2 separate regions of the Mus musculus genome follow, and region 2 is linked to region 1. The links are chromatin contacts, called in public promoter capture Hi-C maps. All regions are on one chromosome and are shown on one strand. The core of a region is the stretch at or near the end of the contact, and the rest is flanking DNA. Distances in the headings are between cores, read along the strand shown. Region 1 has its middle 90 kb from the start of Gm25222. Region 2 overlaps Ssr3 (signal sequence receptor, gamma).

Evidence for each region. Capture Hi-C pulls out chosen DNA fragments and counts their contacts.
Region 2: a contact with region 1 is called in a promoter capture Hi-C map of adipose tissue, with 4 times the contacts expected there. The contact joins two enhancer-like sites. A contact is called at or near these places in 6 of 39 promoter capture datasets (the 3T3-L1 cell line, 3T3-L1-derived adipocytes, cranial neural crest and 2 more), 1 of 15 datasets of contacts at CTCF or cohesin (hippocampal excitatory neurons), 8 of 484 Hi-C or Micro-C datasets (3T3-L1-derived adipocytes, the AML12 cell line, the HPC-7 cell line and 5 more), 4 of 115 datasets of contacts at active chromatin or transcription factors (astrocytes, bone marrow-derived macrophages, fibro-adipogenic progenitors and 1 more) and 1 of 9 other capture datasets (adipose tissue).

Annotation. Positions count from the first base shown.
Region 1 is chr3:64,981,352-64,987,370 of GRCm38.p6, reverse strand. It overlaps a transcript of Kcnab1 not described here. Among named protein-coding and RNA genes, the nearest start is that of Gm25222, 90 kb to the right of the region's middle. Within about 2 kb of position 3,315, at least 8 of the 459 cell types and tissues checked have an H3K27ac peak or open chromatin away from gene starts, as enhancers often do. A contact at or near this core is called in adipose tissue, where this site is marked.
Region 2 is chr3:65,377,434-65,383,452 of GRCm38.p6, reverse strand. It overlaps Ssr3 (signal sequence receptor, gamma), which reads left to right. Exons shown (of 5, transcript NM_026155.3): 4 at 330-461; 5 at 1,419-3,796. The coding sequence ends at 1,485. Kcnab1 (potassium voltage-gated channel, shaker-related subfamily, beta member 1) reads right to left here. Exons shown (of 14, transcript NM_010597.5): 14 at 5,228-6,019. Among named protein-coding and RNA genes, the nearest start is that of Ssr3, 12 kb to the left of the region's middle. Within about 2 kb of position 2,767, at least 23 of the 459 cell types and tissues checked have an H3K27ac peak or open chromatin away from gene starts, as enhancers often do. A contact at or near this core is called in adipose tissue, where this site is marked.

The sequences.
Region 1 (6,019 bases), core at 2,066-4,565:
AGTTTCTGTCAATTTGATACAAATTTACTCATACCTGGAAAGAAAGAGTATCAATTGAGGAGTGGCCTCCATAGATTGGCTTATGGGAACGTCTGAGAAACATGTTCCTGATTGGTGATTGATGGGGTGGGCCCAGCCCACTAGCAGTGCCATGCCTGGGCAGGTGGGCATCCACTGTAAAAGGTAACTGGGTAATCCAAGAGAGTGAGCAAGTAAGCATTGTGTTCCTCCATGACCTCTGCTATAGATCCTGCCTCAAGTTTCCTCTGCCTTAGCTTCCCTCCACGATGGACAGTAACCTGTAAGCCAAATAAATCCTTTTCTTCCCAAGTTATTTTTGATCAGTGTTTTATAAAGTTACATAAAGCAAACTATGATAGTACTTGTTCAGGGATATCCTCAGGAATACTGACTTTGTACAAACTATTGAAGGACAGAGGACCATGTAACTTACTCTCAAAAGTTTGGGAAAACAAATAAGGCAAAAGATGTGGGGAAGGAGCTTGTTGGATCATGGGCAGTTTTTAAAACAAATAGAGCCAAAACATTTGTGTTAAGAGCAAAGGGCTACAAGTACGCCTCTATTATTCTTGCTTGTTTTCTGTAGTTTGAAGTTCCTTTCAATAAAAAGGCTAAAGCAAGCAAAACCAAAATGACCTGGGATGAACACACAGAATATTTTCCAAAGGAAGGCCAGTATTATGGTTTACCTTTATTGTTAACTTGGTTTGACTTATAATCACCTAAGAGACACACTTTTGGGTATGTTGGAGAAAATTTCCAGAGAGGGTTAACTGAAGAAGGCATAGTATGAGTGTGAACGGCATCATTCCATGGACAGAAAGAAGAAAAGGTACAGGCTAAATCTCTGTGTCTCCCTGCTTCCTGACACTGGAAACAATGTGACCAACTGCTTTATTTTTCTTCTGCTACAGTCTTAGTTGAAGTGTTGTTCTCTGTGCCATGGTAGACCATATTCATATTCTTTCAGCCAAAATAAACTCTTCCTCTCTTAAGATTCTTCTGTCAGATATTTCTGTTATGCCAGTAAAAAAATAAATTAACAAATATAGCTTGGAGTGAGAGGTCTGCTCTTTTGCCACTCAGTCAGCCATGCTTAGGAGTTGGTACCATAGACTATTTGCTCAGTAAAACATGCAATTGGTGATTTTGCAAAATAACAATAGCAGGTCTACTGTAGTGGTTATGAACTTCTTAACTACAGGCTTTTTGACAAGGACTTCAGTACCAATGATGAAATCTCCTTCATGTGCCCCACTTAATCCTTTAACCACCAGGTTATTCCTTCTTTTCTATCACATTTATTATAATATTCCTCCAGTTATATTTTTAATTGGGTTGTAAGAAAGTAGACGTCAATGGGGTTTCTTATCTACCTTCCTTTTAATTAACCCTCTACCTGCACATCTCGATTTTCCCTGGACTTCTGTTGTTCTTCCTGTATAAGCTTCCCCATGCCCAGTATTCCACTTCTCTACTTTCTTTTCATCTGAAACCCTCCTTTAACATGGCTCTTTCCCAGAGGTTCTTTTCTGGCTTCCCAGATATATGCTTCAAGTTTAACACACACAGGGAAAACAGGTTGCATTTGTCTTTCTGCACTTGAGATACCGTATTCAGTATGTTTCCTTTGTTGTTATTGTTTTATCCATTTACCTGCAAATTTCAGGATTTCATTTTTCCTTACAGTTGAGTAATATTTCATTGTGTATATGTGCCTCATTTCTCTTATTCAGTCACCCGTGGATAGATATATTGATTGCACTTCTAAACTATTGTAGAGTGTCAATGGAGTAGAATCAGCAGTTGTTATTTTGCCAAATGGCAATGCTCTCAAATTGTCTTCTAAATATGTATAGTTACACTTATAAACCTGTGCCATTTTCAGACTGGACAGAGACGCTTCTTGTTGCAGAGAATAGTGGTCTATGAAGAGATGCATAATTTGTGAAAGCACTGAAAATAAGAGATGGGATGTTTAATCTGAATGGGATATCTCTATTAGCCCCTGTTCCTGCCAACACTCAAAGAACATTGTGGAAGAGAAGGCAGAAAGAATGGGAAAGACAGAGGTTGGGGAAGAGTGCTGGGAAAGGTTTCTGCCCATGCTATTGTACTCATGAACTCACGGCAGCCAAGGTTGTCTGCACAAGACCTGCATAAGAGCAAGCCAACCAAACCCCAGCTTAGCTGGAGGAGGAGCTCTCAACACCTTACTTCTTACTGAGAAGCCACTGTTCGTCCATAGCTGCTCAGAGGGGCAAAACCATTCTTTTATGAGCTGTGTTTTATGTTCTGTATTTTGTGTTTTCTTTTGTTTTGTTTTTACAACTAAGAAGGTGTTTCATGATCCAGTGCATGGCTCCATATGCATGTCCATATGTGTAGCACTAATTGGATCCAGAGAGTAGTAGACAAAGGGAAAAAAGGTGGGGGGAGGGAGATGAGTTTGGGAGGGGACATGTTGAAGGAAATATAGAAGGAGTTGAAAGATAGAAATTCAGAGAGTAGATATGATATTATTGTATTGTTTATGTGTATGAAATTCCCTAGAATCAAAAATCTTAAAAATTAAAATTAAAATAATAAAACTTCTAACTGGGTTAGGCTACAATAAATCTGCTACGGCAACTGGGCTTCCAAGAGGATGCCAGACATAATGTTAGCTTTTTTTTTCTCACTATGAAAAATGTCCTGTTGACACAATCAGGTAACGCTATTGATTCTGATGAAAAGCAGCCTGCTAGCTTCATTACAAGGAATGAAAAAGCTTCCTTTTCTTTGTGAAATAGCACACCCTACTGACATCCACAAGCACTGAAGGGAAATTCAGAAGTGTTTGGTAGGGGAGGCAGTGGAAACAATCTTTTGGTCTATGGTTGCTCCATTGTCAAGAAAACCAGGTTCCAAAATACCTGTTGTGTTCAGAGGAGCAACTTCCACATGAGAAAATATGGTTCATGTAACTCAGTCTTACTCTTAAGCTTTGAATCTGATATTTTCATCAAGGCAGCCTTTACCCTAGAAAATCACAGTGGAAATTTCAAAACAAATTGGAATTTCAGCTCTCAATATTCTGAGCTGCAATCATACTCAGGTTCTGGGGCATTTCTTATTTAAAGTGACACTGCCAAGCCGTATTTGTTTTAGAATGTCCGTTCCATTCCCTAGGCAATAAGCACGTGGTTCAGCACTGAACAGGCCACTTTGCTCTGCCTTTCAGGTCCACTACCAGCAGCCTATTCAGATTTTAAATCACATACATTCCCAGCCTCATCCATCTCAGTGCCATCTCTGTCCCTCCAGAAATGTTGCAGGAGAGACACAGCCTGAGGCTCAGGGAAATCAGCACAGGCCCCAGGACTGACCCAAATTAGACCAGCCTAAAATAAATCATGTCAGCGTGTCTTAATATGACTCCTGCACAGGCAGTATTTTCTAGGCTATTGTTTTGTAGACGTGGCCATAGCTCCTTTAAGCAGGTTGGAATGTGCCAAGCATCCCATGGAAAGAACAGGCCATGGGAACATGTAAAGAAATGTACGAAATATGAGGGTACAAGGAAGACAATGGTGAGTTCTATTTTAATACAAAATAAATACTTTTCCCCAGTACCTCAGCCCTGCAATCTTATGGAAAGCAGAACAGATTACCTTCCTGGTGCCTTCTATAAGCCCTCAGTGTAAATGCTATTTTCCCATAAGGGTTTGTTCCTTTTGTTTTATAGAGTAGGAGGCTATAAGAGAAGAAAGGGGGAGAGGCTGAGCCTGTGTGCAAATCGTTGTGTGAGGTTATTAGATTCTCATTATGACGGAACACTCATCCATCTCAGAAAGGTGTTTAGAGTAAAAAAGTGCTTCAAACTGCTCTTTTGAAGGTTTATTTTGAGAGCAGTGAAAACCAACAGCCAACAAGTACCCTCAAACTCGGACATGTCTGATAAAATGTCTTAGCTGGGTAAGGTGCTCCTGACTTAACTTCCCCTTGTTCAGCCCCCTTTTGTCTCTTTGTGTGAAGTCAGTGTGAAGCACTATGTATGTTCTCACCTTGGGGCTGCCTATCAATATAGAGCACCTGTTTCTTACCCTCTCCTCTTGGTTTTAGGCCAAGGCTCTCTTCTTCCTGTTTCCATCTGCCTTCTAGAAACTTTGTGTAGTTCCCCCTTATCCGACTCAGTGTGATGGCAGCCTCTAAGATGTCTCCACTCTGACAATACCATCTGACACTGGGGAAAGCTAGCAGGAGAGGAACTTGAGCTGCTGGGAGTTTGGGTCACTTCCATATTAGTCCCTCTTAAATATTTTTATTCTAAGCACATTACTCAAGGCAGGAAGAGTACAGTATTGATGATAGGTACCATCATATTACAACCATTTGGAGAACAAGTTAGCTCAAATTCTAATTTGATCAAATGAGAATTCACGTGTTAAGTGAAGACATGAGAAAAAATGCATTTTCTGAGTGTTTTCTAAAGATCTACTACAATAGAAGAAGCAATGAATTTGTATGAGCCAATGGGGAGAAATGGTAGTGAGCTCAGGATTGTGTAAGATTTACTTTGTAGGTGTTATTATTTTCTGTCCATCTTTTAAAGGGAGCCAATACATGTTTCTTTTCATTGCTTCAAGTAGAGGGAGGTGCAGTGATTGAAGTTAATAGTCCCATTACATAGGAGGCAGGATTTATTTACTTACTTACTTACTTATTATTTACCATGAACTTGAAACTGAAGCTATGCAGAGAGTTCCCAGTCCTACTTCAGCTAATGTGAGAGGCCTTGTCTACTTGCCAATAATAAACATAAATACAGAAATTCCCCACGTTTAAACAAAACTAATCAGCATTGGAACAAGTGCCATGTTAGGTCCACAGAAAAATCTAAGAGTGAACCCAGCCTCTGGTAACATGTGACCTGCTGCTGTGATGTTGATTTAGTCTGTTTTTCAGATGGGGAATGGAATTCAGCAAAGACAACCAGATAACCTTAATGTCTAATATGGAAGAAGACAGGAAGCTAGGGCACTGTTAGTAGGAAGCTAGAACACTGCTGGTGGGGATCAGATGTTCCAATTTGCTCTTTAATATTTTTAATGCTCCCCAACTTATGAATGGATGCTCCTCAGTTAAGAACACACTTGTAATGAGAACTTGCAAAGCCCAAAGGTTTTGTAGGATTATAGAATAGAAAAGCTCTAATCCTCATTGTCCTGGTGGAGATAGAATAACTTTGATAAGAAACACACACACTTGACAAGCTTATATAAAGAAAAGATCAACCCATGCTGTGAGAGAGAAGGGAAAACCCAAGGGTTGGGATCATCTAGGCAATGGGGTTGAAAATGCATCTTCTGGATGAAATACTCAGCAGAGGCAGAGGCTCAGTGATCCAGGGAAAGGAGCAGAGGGTCAGTGTACAGAGGAATAGGACTGGAACAGGAGATAGGCAGAGCCTGGAAAGGCAGACAGAGTGGAATGATACAGTTGCAGGTGCTGTGTGTGCATATGCATGTGTACATGTATATGAGTGTGTGCGTGTGCACTGTGTGTGTGCATGTGTGTGTGCGTGTGAGTGTGCGTGCGTGCGTGCGTGTGTGCGTGTGTGTGTGTGTGTGTGTGTGTGTGTGTGTGATTTTGTGATGTATGATAGGAATTGGAAACATGAGCAAGCACAGGACTGTGACTTAACCAGCAGGAGACGAGTCCTCAATGTGTTGCTGGCTGGAAATGTCACTTGACTCAATAGTCAACCTCGTCCAACTTTGATTTCAGCTTTAAGAGACTGGAAGAGTTTATTTCCAACATCTGTCCCATATCTAAGCAGCATTACTTGTCTCTTCTCTTTCTTCATTACCTTCTCTCTACCTTTAGTGCAAAGCTATTGAGACATTGTACCATTGGCTAGAAATCAATACTGTTTTTATTTTGCATTTTATTTAAAAAACCCAAACAAGACTTGTCATTGGAAAGAAGGGGATGGATGTGGAAAGGGAGTGAGGGA
Region 2 (6,019 bases), core at 1,518-4,017, 400 kb before region 1:
GTTGGATAGTCCCTTTTCTGGGACTCTTAAACAAAGATGCCTGTTTTAGGAGCTTACAAAATGATGTCAGTTGCAGTTAGTATCAGTCCCCTCTACTGAAGCCTTGGCTGTTTGGAGAAATGGTAACACACCCAGTAACTGTTAATTTAGCATCAATAAGAAAAACAGAATTCAGTAGAAAAAAGGAGATAATTTGCTCTAAATTTAATAAATGAAAATGCATTTTCACCCTTGAACACAAAGAAAGGTTTGTTTTTTAGTGAATGAGAACCATTTGGTATGTCAAGGTTTTGGTCATGTTTATAAACTTACTTGACTTGTATCTCTAGAATCCTGTGGAAGAAGAATGAAGTTGCTGATTATGAAGCTACAACATTCTCCATCTTCTATAACAACACTCTGTTCCTGGTTCTGGTTATTGTTGCTTCCTTCTTTATACTGAAGAACTTCAACCCCACAGTGTATCCTTTAGAAAGTTTTCCTATAAACAGTAGTTTGTTGTGTTTTTAAGCTATCTGGTATGCTTGTGGAAACAGAAACTTACCAGACTCAGTTAAATAACATTAACTATATGTAGGTGTCTGTGGACTTAGAGCTTAAGAGTTTCTGGCTTGACTTAGTGTTTTTTAAATCTATAAATTGTAGTTTTATGGTAAATAGTGTGTTATAAAGCAATGTTACACTGTCTGACTTCGTCTACCTTCCTGTCTACAAGGAGTCAAAGTCAGAGTAAATGTGCTGTCTTCACTGGTTCTGTCATTTATGCTGGCTTTGGGGGTTAGGTGATAGTCAGGGTAGTTACAAATGCACAGTTTATAATATCTTCATAGTGTTCAAGATGCTTTTAAATTGAACTTTGGCCAAGAGTTATTTGTTTTTTTATTAAAGTAATTTTTTTTTATCAAAGGTATTATCCAGAAAAGCACAGCCAGACTTTTTAATAATCAGAGCTTATGGTGTAATGAAATATCAGACACTTTCCAACTCATCTTTTGGGAATACTGGTGGACCTTGCCAGAGTGCCCCCAACATGGTTTGCTCAGTCTCTAAGTAGCCAGGAACCTTCAGAACCTCCTTGCCTTATAGGCTGACTGGTAGCAGCACGCTGATTGACTAGAGGTTTCCCCTTTACTATTTTGCTTGTCTGCATGCTCTTTGACCAGTTCTTCCATGAGGGTTACATGGAACTAGGATGTGTTCTTTGTTATTATTTGTTTTAAGTTTGTCCCAAGTGTCTTTTCAGTATTGAAGCATATTGCTTGTAGGTATTTTGTCATGTTTATAGCCTCCCATGCTGTAGATTGTGTTTACTGACAGTCCAACTACATCTACATATTTGTGTCAATAAGGAAAAGTCTTATTGTTAAAAACCTAATTTAGGGGGTCTCATTTTTTTTCCTTAACATTAAATCTTACAGAAACTACATTTTGTCCATAAGTGCTTCATCTGGACTCATCGCCCTCTTGTCTACTGGCTCCAAATAGACCATGTAGCTTGGCCCTCTGCCTTTGTATCTCGGGGTGGCCTGTGGTATATGGGAAAGCATCAGGGTGGCCAGGTTGGGAGACACATAAGTTGTTTTTATAGTCTGGAGCTTCAGGGTTTAAAAATGCAGTAGAATGTAATTCAGTGTTTGTTTATTGGCTGTTTTTGACAGATTGCTGAAATTAAATGAATTGAAAGGGAAACTCAGAGTACCAGGGCATTTTATTAAAAGGCAAGGAGTCTTGCAATGTGCTGTAATCACGAGGAGAAAATAACTTGTTTCCTACATCTGTCAGAGGTCATGGTAACCTGGACTGAGCTGTTATTATTTATAATAGGAGGAAGAAGTTAATAACTGGTTCTCTGTGTTCCAAGCACAATATTACAACTTTTCGAACTGTAAATCTTAGAGTGAATCCTCTTCCTAAGGAATTAAACAGAAGCCTCATTTTCTTTTTAACAAGGCTTCAAATTTGTAATTTATAATAACTCAAAGTTAATTGTAAATTACAGGGCCTCTCCAATTTGAGGGAGGGAAACTTGCAGAATCTTTTTTTTTTTTTTTTTAAAAGAAAGGCAGCCAAGGTAGTTACCTAAAAATAGTACCCAGGCCTATGAGTGTTGGCCTGTGAGGCCAAAGCACACACTGTTCAGCTGTATGGCTTTGGCCCTGGGTGGCCGGGAGGTCAGCTTGACCCTGCCATGTTGGTTTGATGTGCGAAGTCACTGGGATCATTGTGTCTATGACCAGGCTTTCGCACCACAGGCAGAATATTAAGTGAGAGAGTATTTCTACTGTGATTATTGACACATGAGAGACCAAAAGAATTTTTGTGAACGTAACCCTGGAATTCTTTGGGCTCTCCAAAGAATTTACAGTGGTTTAAAATGGTTGTCAGCATTTTTCCATGAGGACTTTAATAAACTTAGCCCCGTTTGCTCAAGGTTCCTTTTAATTGTGAAGTGCTGATCACATACATTTTTGGGGGGGTCTAGCAAAGAGTAGCCTCATGTTGTGTGGTCATAACCCCCACCCCCCCATGTCTTTTCCCCACTCATTATGTACAGATTCTGATTTTGTATGCAATGACTTCACAGTTTGCAAAGTGCAGCACTATGATCACTGATTTCATATTCCTATTTGCCGTTCACCACACCCAAGAACTTTCTGTAAAGGGAAATATTACTAATATCTAGTTTCTGCTTGTAAACTTAAGAGGAACATATGACTCTATTTTTAACTTTAAAGATATTTACAAGGAGTAGAGCTGTTTCTGTGCTGGTAGATGTTTCTGTGGTCTGTGCTACTTAGGGAACTCAAGAGGAGTGCACTTGTATAGTCATGTTACTCCTTACTGTCTGCCTGGAGAATCATTTTATCTCCAAGTGTTCAGTTCTTTTCAGTGATACATTGTTACCTGAGTGTCATTTCCAGGTAATGTGGAATGAATGGGGAAATGAGAAGGGATTCAAAGCAAAGTACATTTCAGTAACACATATGAGGTAGGCTGTTTTGTTGTTTTATTTTAATCAGTATTTGGCTGGTAAAATGATAATTTGATAAACCATCATGTTACCAAAGCTAAACCAAACTCCTTCTAAGTGACTGCTGTGAACTTGCCACTAGGTGGCGGTGCCTGTGTAGCTGGGGAGAAAGTCACCACCTTTATCTTTATCTGACAGTATGGTCAGAAGCTCAAGAAATCGGGATGTCAGCCTCAAATTTTTAATTTTAAGTAGTAACCAAAAGTTTGTTGGGAGAGTGATTATGCAGTTTTCTTCTGTCTTGACTGTTTCCTGCGACTGTCTTTGTTTTTAACTCTGAACATGTTCTCTAACTCTGTGCTACCACATTTCTGTGTGTGAAGTCATGCAGCCAGTGTATCAGCCCTTTGTACTTAGAAGTGTGGCCCCTCCTCTCTAGCCTCTTCTCCACCATTGAACATTGCACATAGGATTACGAAGTGTTCAGTAAGACAGTGAAATCTGTGGCAGGCAGAGTTTGTACCATAAAAAGACCCCATACATCACACCAGTAAAATAGGACATTCAGAGTGCTCACATTCTTTCCTTTCTCATATGTGTGATAGGTAGACTCTTAGTGTTAAGAATTTTTATTTCACGATTTACTCATTTATAACTTAATAGAAGTCTTGGATTAAATATACAACTTGTACTGTTTGATATATTGTTTTAATTTGGAAAGGATAATTTGAAGTTAACTGAAATGATGGAAGTGGAATTTATACTCTGCATTTTAAAAAAAGTCTTGTTATTAATAAGTATGATTAAACTTTGTTTTTAAAAATGTGTTTTGTTTTTCTGTAATTCTTTATGTGAACCATAAGAGTATTTATTACACACTTTATATTAGACCTCTTTCCTACACGTGTAAGTGCCCTGTTGAAGTCTCTGGCCAGATGTCTGAGACAGTGACAGGCGTAGCACAGTTACAGGAAGGAACAGTCCGTCCCTGCCCTAGTGTGCTGCTGTGTGCCTGCTGGGCCTTCCTACCAGGCATTATGTTAGGAAGGATTTGTATGAATGTACACGTGTGCATGTATGAAGAATACCAGCATATCGTTTATTTCCCACCTATTTTGAAGTCTTAGGGTAGTTAATAGGAGATTGGGCGGGTCTTTCATTTTATTTAATTTTAATTTTATATTATTGTGCGGGTAGATACTCGGACACATGCACAATAGCTGAGGTAGAGAAAATTGGGGTAGCAGGGCAAGTGTGTCATCATGTATACATGAAGATCAGAGACTATTTCGTGGAGTAGGTTGTCTCTAAAAACAACAACAACAACAACAACAACAAAAAAACCCTCATATAATTGAGTGTAAAAACAGCCCTATAAAGAAAAAAGTCTTTAAAGAGCTGTGGGCTAGCATACAGGGACTATGGGTTGTAATGAACTAGCAGTTTGGGTCAGTTTCTTTATCTGTCCTGACCTGAGTTCCTTGTTATGCAAGTAGTGGCTTTGCCACTTAGGTTCCTTGAAGCAGTGCTGTTGCTGTGTGCTTGAATGATATTTGGCAGTCTATGATGTTTCTATCAGTTCCTGAAGTAGGAATCCAGGCCCAGAGTTTGTAGTTTGTATTTGTCTTGCTTGAGACCAGTATGACTAGTTTTTTGCCATGGAGTTTTGAAGAGGAAATTAGTAAATGAAGCTTTTCTTCATAAGGGTAAAACTGAAATGCATTACTCAGTTTACCTTGGTAGATATGTCCAAATTGGCTGCTTCCACAGCTAACTAGTGTTGCCCATGTTTGGTTTAAATTTGCAGCTGCTTTCAAGAGGGTTTGAGAACCTTCAACTTTAGTGTGCAGTTTTCCAAAATCCACTGAAAGGAAAGGAGTTTGCAAAACATTTTTTAGTTTTCTTGTAAGTGCAGTCCAAGCTGGCCACAAACTTAAAACCCATCCCCCCAGTTTCTCAAGTGCTATGATTACAGGTGTGTGCCAGCACGCAAAGCTTGCAGCACAAATCTCGGTCTTTTTTTCTTTTTTGTTGGGATGGTGGTGGTTGAGAGAGTGTCTAACATATCTGAACTCTGGATCCTGTGCATTCTGTTTCCTCAGAGACGGGAGTTCCTTGTTTCAGCCTGTTTTTAGTCACTGTGACTTCTCTTAAGCATTCAGTGTAGTATAGCTTTCAGTATAATTTATTTAGGGGATTATTGTTTATTTCATGGTGACATTTTATTTGTATTTTATAATGAAAGACCCAAAAGATGTATTATGAGATTGCAGATGCCTTTATTACTCTAAGCAAATAAATTGATTTTTATTTAGACAGCACTCCACTCATTTATACGTACAGTAGTTCAGTGGATTACATTTACAGTGAATAGATGGAAAGTTAGCTCATCTCTATCATTATTCAGATATTCACGGGTGAAACTCCCAAGTTGCCTGCTGGAGGCTAGCTAGGTAGTCACAATCATATTTCTTGGTATCTTTCACTGATAGTTTAAGATTTAGAACTTAACCATGTGGTACATATCCGAAAATGATTTTAAGTTCGTATATTTCTTGTGTAAATCTTAAAGTGATGGAGAACTTGCTAACTAGATGAAGTAGAATGTTGCCCATCTATAGTTAGACAAATAAGAGTTAGAAAATGACCCCACCTTTACAGAAAACAAAACAACAACAAAAACCCCTTGTGTCTTATCCGTATTTACAGATAGCCACACAGTATATATAGTTTTACAGTTTTTCTCAAGTGGGATACAGTGAGGGGAATTAGCCCGTAGAGGCAGAGCTAAGTGTATCTCAGATTCTGAGTGCAAAGCTAGGCCCCTTTATTCCATGCAAAGAGCTTTCATGCATATGGTGTAGGGTGTGATACAATTCGAACCAGGAGCTTCTTGAATATTTTGCTTTTTCTTTGGGCAAGTTAAGTCATCTAGCATGTGCCGAGGAATGAGAAAAAAAATGTTTTTTTGTCTTTTTCTTAACATCGCCTATGATTTGTTTTCATGTTAATAACTTCAGAAAATTCCAAGCATTATATGATAATGTC